2 separate regions of the Pan troglodytes genome follow, and region 1 is linked to region 2. The links are chromatin contacts, called in public Hi-C maps. All regions are on one chromosome and are shown on one strand. Each heading gives the region's core, a stretch centred on a gene start, on an enhancer-like site or on the middle of the called end of the contact. The rest is flanking DNA. Distances are from core to core; before and after follow the strand shown. Region 1 holds the start of NRP2 (neuropilin 2). Region 2 overlaps PARD3B (par-3 family cell polarity regulator beta).

The links. A called contact is a pair of places that touch in the nucleus more often than the background predicts.
Region 1: a contact with region 2 is called in a Hi-C map of stem cell-derived neural progenitor cells, with 5 times the contacts expected there. The contact joins the promoter of NRP2 here to the enhancer-like site in region 2. A contact is called at or near these places in 1 of 7 Hi-C or Micro-C datasets (stem cell-derived neural progenitor cells) and 1 of 1 other capture datasets (stem cell-derived neural stem cells).

The regions. Positions count from the first base shown.
Region 1 is chr13:107,907,041-107,909,928 of NHGRI_mPanTro3-v2.0_pri, reverse strand. NRP2 (neuropilin 2) reads right to left here and starts at 1,407. Exons shown (of 17, transcript XM_016950360.4): 1 at 456-1,407. The coding sequence starts at 528.
Region 2 is chr13:107,406,108-107,409,046 of NHGRI_mPanTro3-v2.0_pri, reverse strand. All of the region lies in intron 13 of PARD3B (par-3 family cell polarity regulator beta), which reads right to left. Among named protein-coding and RNA genes, the nearest start is that of NRP2, 500 kb to the left of the region's middle. Within about 2 kb of position 1,661, at least 8 of the 24 cell types and tissues checked have an H3K27ac peak or open chromatin away from gene starts, as enhancers often do. A contact at or near this core is called in stem cell-derived neural progenitor cells and stem cell-derived neural stem cells, where this site is marked.

The sequences.
Region 1 (2,888 bases), core at 158-2,657, 500 kb before region 2:
AAAACTAAACTCTTGTCTTTCCCAAGCCCTTCAGTTAACATCGCTCAATGTAACTAAGTGGAGGGAATGCAAATGATTTATATTTCACTGGCTAGTTGGAGAAACTCAAGGGAGATGTGTTCTGCTTCAAGACAGGGAAAAAAAATTCCCAAAAACTGTAATGCAAAGGCTTTGTAGTATTTTTAAACCTTTGATTCAGTCCATATGTGACATGTGAACACCGCCAAATTCTGTTTCAAAACACACACACACACACACACACTCCTAGCAGGAGAGGAAAGTTGGGTTTTAGCAGCCGTGGTGGTGTAGGAAGGGCCGGCTGGGATCTCTCTTTAAATTATTGAGTACTGAGGGAGCCTTCTTCTGTGCCGTTCTGCGTGGCCTTCCTGCTTTAGCGGTCACTTTTAAAGGGGAAACCATGTTGCAATAAATAGAAAAAACTTTCAGTGGCTTACCTGGTTGGCCTCTCACTTGGTGTCTTGAAAAGTAGAGGGCTAAGAAAACCCAGGTGAGAGGAAACATATCCATTTTGGAGAAGGTGGCTCTTTCCAGAGCTGGGTTCGTAGGTTTCTTGTTTAAATCTTTGTGTTTTTCTCTCTTTTATTTTCCTCCTTACAACGTCTTATGCAGAGGTTTCTAATGGTCAGCGTTTCCCTCCTGAGTCCTGGTGGCTTGTCTTCACCTTTATTCTTGCTGGAATTTCCACCTCACCAGGAGGAGAGTAGCTCCTGAAATCAGCAAAGAAGGAACAAGCCGGGAAGAGAACACGGTTTTCCTCTCAAAAACAAAACGCATATATGTTCTCTCCAGTTCTTCAAAGTGTCATTTCCTTTATCCTACAATATCACGAGTATTTCCCGAAAGCCAAGCGTAACAATAATGATAATAATAATAATTAAAACCAAGACTTGCCTTGGGCATCACACTGCCCCCAGGCAGCTGTGTGATCTCAGAGGCGTAAACTGACACACATCCCGTGGCACCCTTGACGGACACGCGGGCGGAGGCAGCCGCCGCCGGACAGCCCGAGTGGAAGGCGGCCGCCCTGCTCTTGTCCTCGCCGGGTTCCCCCGGCGGGAGCCTCCCCCAACGGCTACACCCGCTTGGCCAGCCTCTCGAGGGGAGTCTGAGGAAGGAAGCTGCTGCTGCTGTTGCTGCTGCTGGTGCGGCGGCGGTGGCGGCTGGGATCGCCTGGGAGTGAGCGAGCCCCTCTCCGAGTTCGCTGGCGCCCGCCCTCACCTCCACCTCGCCGAGTGTCTGTGCGGCTGAGGATGTGCTGGGGGCCGGCTGCAGGCTGGTGCCTCGCTCGCGATCTCTGCCTCCCCTCCGGCTCCCCACTGCCTTTTCAGGCCGAGCAGCATGTGGATGTCAGAGCCGCGGCAGAGCTATCCGATTACGCGCCGGCTCAGGGCCCGCCCCTTCTGTGTTCCTGATTAAAGAGGCAGCAGCGGAGACGCGCGGCGCAGAGCAGAGTGCCGCGGCACCCAGCTCGGGCGGGGCGGCGGCGGCTTCTCTCGGGCCGCCGCAGGATCGAAGTTAAGGCGGCGCCCACCCCACCACCCCTCGCCCGCCCCGCATCTCCCGATCGCCCCCGCGCACCTCCGCGCCGGGCCGCCGGTGCGTAACGCCCTGGGGAAGAAGCGCCCCCGGGCACCCCCAGGGCGCGCCGCCCTTGGCCGTGTCGCCCCCACCCAAGGGAGACCCCGGGGGGACGGGGGGAAAAGCCTTGTTCCCCCTAAATTCCACGACTCCGATGCCACACACGCAGAACCCAACACAATGCCACGCGCGATGGCGTTACAAGAGGAGTTGGGTGGCGTACGGTGTTTGGGGTAGCGAGCCGGTCGGCAGCTCAGCCATGCGTTCGAACAGGCAGCGGTGCGTGGCGGCGACACACACCGTCAGCCCGGTCTGAATAAAACCCCAAACACTCGCGGCGTTTACTACTCAGATCCTTTGTTATGTCCCAAACATGCTCTGCTCCTCTCTGGGTTAGGATTTCGTTACCCCTGCGCCTTTAACTTGTAACTACGCTAAAAAGAGGAAAGATTTTCTTCAGCAAATAATTTCTTCAGGTAATTAAATTGGATTCCATCAAGTTCCCCCGAAAAAGTATAGGTGCTTGAAGGCGTCTCATCCAAATGCTACTGTAACTACGTCTATTCACATTTTCCCCCATGGAAACGTGGTCACAAAGCCTAGAGAAAGAAAACATCATTATGCCAACTATTTTTAAATGGAGGCGTGAAAACTGTTTAGAGGGAACTGCAAGCTAACAGTTGGGGAAACACTTGTATCTTTGTTTCTGAGGATGGCTTTGTGGATTCCAAACTGTCTTGCTTCACCAGACACCTATTACTACATTATCATAAAGACTGCAACAGAAACAGCCTAAATTACACCCTGCACATGTACACCTTTTCTGCCACAAAAGAGGTATATGAAAAATAAGAAAATTCAGAAAAATATTTACAGATTAAGATTTTTTTTTAATTAAGAAAGTAAAATTTTCTGTAGATTAAGAAAAATACAGTTTCGGTGACGAGAAACACACACCTGACTACCCATTTTCTTCTTGGCTTGTACTTGTGGATTCTTCTGGGTGGTTTCCCTCCTTATCTGGACTTGCCCATTAGCTTTGTTTATCACTTTTAGTGTTTGAAAAATCTGTAACTCCCACTTAACTGTTATTTACACTGAGATAACCAAAACAAAATTGAATCAGAAGTGATTTGCAAATAGTTGAGCCAAGCTGTGTTGGGGGGTGGGGCGGGATTTTAGAGTGGAAATCCACAGGTTGACTATCACACTGTTAATCTCAGATGCCTGGTTGGGAAAGGCACAGCACAGAGGCCTCTGAGTTCTTCCAGGGAGCATGTCTCTTGGCT
Region 2 (2,939 bases), core at 412-2,911:
ATTGCATTTAAAGTGCTCTGCTCAAGGCAGACTGAGAATCTACCCAACTGAACAATGTGTTGGTGAACCTGACTCATTGTCTTAGTTTATCCTCTTAAGCCAGGTGTTAATTCACAAATTAGGAATAAGAGCTCAAATTTTCCCAGACTCTTAGGTAGCAATGATCCCAATCCCCGTTTAAAAAGTAAGGTGGCAACGACACTCGATGCAGTAACATCAAGCTAGGATCTGTCTAATAAACTGAACTTTTATACAAATGTTGGCATATAATCAAGAAGGATCAAAGAAATAAAAGGCTGCACTGTACATATGAATGTAACAAATGCTCTTATGTACACATCTGATTATGTCCTTTAAATTGATCATAATGAGATATCTACATATCTATCTATATACATACACATATATGTTACCATCATTTTGATTGTGACCAAGTGTACATTTTGAAAACGTTTCATATAAGGGCCCCCTGTGCTGCGGTACAAAATGGAAATAAGGCAAATAAGGCTGATATCAGATTGATGGATATTAAGGAGGCAAGTGAGTGTAATATAAGTCATAGGATTAGAGCCAATGTGGGCATATAGAGCACCAGAATAATGAGTGAGTGCCATATTGAGTTAGTTCATGTGAAAATATTTTAGACATGTAAGTTAGACTAGTAAAACGGTTTGTAACTTTATGCTACATATCTCGAGTGTTTGGATTAAGAGGGTGACACAATGATTAACTATAAAATACGACATTTTAGTTTTGAAGGGAGTTAGCATGTGCTCATGGCTGAGTGGGCTGCAGTGAAGGCTGGTGGAAGCTGGAAGTTGACAGCAGGCCAAAGACATGTCTTAGATAAAGGCCGTGTTTTCAGCATGAACGACCAGAGAATCTACCAAATAGAAACGATACTCAACGTCAAATTATGCTGCCTAATGAATAAGTAAGGGTAGCATGAAACATATGCCAGTGTTTGACTATGGTGACAAACCAGGAATGTAAAAGATGTATAAGAGCCAACAATGAATGTTCAAGAACTGTCTGAGGTGAAAAGGTGGGGGATGAAGATTTTGAGAGGCAAGACAAAAACCATGATGTCTGAAGTCTCAGGTGTCCACAGATGGACTTCCACAATTGGCTTCTATGAGTGAGAGTAGTTTCAGGTATGTGCATGAAGAAACAGACAGAGAGAGAGAGAGAGAAAGAGAATATGAACATGTGGGGAATAGCCCAATGTTGTCTAAACTGTTAATAATATTCGATATATTCTGTCTGCTGCTGATTTAGCTTCAACTCTGCCTGAGATCTCACAGTAAGTTTATTTCCTTTATATTTATTTATTACTTAGACCCACATATTATAAACTTTTCTGTAATAATCATTGCATAATAGTAAAAATAGGTTGAGCAATTTCCCGATTTCATTTTGTACAGGCATTAAGTTTGATCAAATTTGTTTTTCTTTCCTCACGCCATAGCAGTTTTCTCTTTTACAAGATTAGCCTCATCCCTCCAACACCCTTTTTTCCTTTGAGAGGGCTTTTCCCTTTTTTTTTTTTTTTTTTTTTGAAAGGCAGAAGGCAGGAGAGCCTTTCTTGCTCAATCCTCCTGGCTCCCTTCCAGTCCTTCCTCCATCCCAAGTTTCACACATCCAACCCCTGCTGCTGCTGGTCACCTAGGCAACGCAGCAGCTTGCAGGATGGTGCAGGTCACACGATCCTAGGAGGGGAGAGTTTCAAGGCTTAAGACTTGTTCCTTCCATTTTAAAAATATCTCTGCCCTTTCTTCTCCACCCATGCTTCTGATCCCTCCATCCAGGCCCTGCTCTTCTCTTGCTAGTCCCAAGTCGGAGCAGCCTCCTTGTCTATGGCGGCTTCTGCCATTCCCTCCACCCTCCATCACTGAAACTGCTCTGCCTGATACTGTCATCTCCAGGCTCAAAGCGCTTCAATACTTCTCCACTGCTCTCCGGAGAAGCATGGCACCCATGGAGCAGGGCAGACAATGCCCTTCCCATTGATTCTTCCCTGAGATATCACAAGCTTTAGCCACACTGAACACACTCTGCATTCTTTCCCATCCCTGGTTTCCTTAACCTAAATTGCCCTTCCCGCCACTTCTCTGTCCAGAGAGCTTTCTTCCGTTTTCCAAGAAACTGCTTAAACAATGCTCTCCTGTGAAAACTTACTTGACAACTCCAGGCAAAGTTAGTGGCTTCTTCCTCTAGGCTCCCATTGCATTTTGTATCTAATGCTTAGCTGGCTGCATCCTAATTATCTGCGTGTCTGTCTCTAAGGGGATGCTGCATTTCTTGCAGGCAGGGATGCTTTCCAATCCATTTGAGTTCTTTCTACAGTGTCTGGCTCAGAGCTCCAGAAATGCCTTTGAATGGATGAGTAAGTGAATGAATGACTTAATAACCAAATACTGCAGAGTGGAAAAGAAGAATGAAGTCTAAGACAGTGTCATACTTTTGACTGAAAGGAGATTACTGTTGATGATTAAGAGAGCAGTTCTAATAAAGAAGTGAGAACAGAGGCCTAAAACACAGGGGACTAGGAAGGAAGACGTGGAAAGAAGATGGAAGTTACTAGTTCATACCATGTAATGAAGATTTACAGCAGCGAGGAGCAATATAAACTTTTTTCTCTCCCCAATTCACAAAGGAACGGCTTTGCAGAAAAGGGAAGGAAAGAAATCCGTGGAGACTTTGAAGCCAAAAAGACAGTTGCTAAATCCCAGGTGATCTCTGAACCACCTCTCTCCCTTGAAGGTTTCTCATCTGAGTGCTTCTCTCTAGCCTCCCCTGCACAGATGCTCAGTACCTCTGACTGCAGTTGCCCTAAAAGGTATCCAAAGAGTCCTGGCTTCCAGGGGATATCAAACCTCTTCCATTCACCCAATCCATGTTATACACACACACAAATAACCCAGGTTTCATTCTGTGTA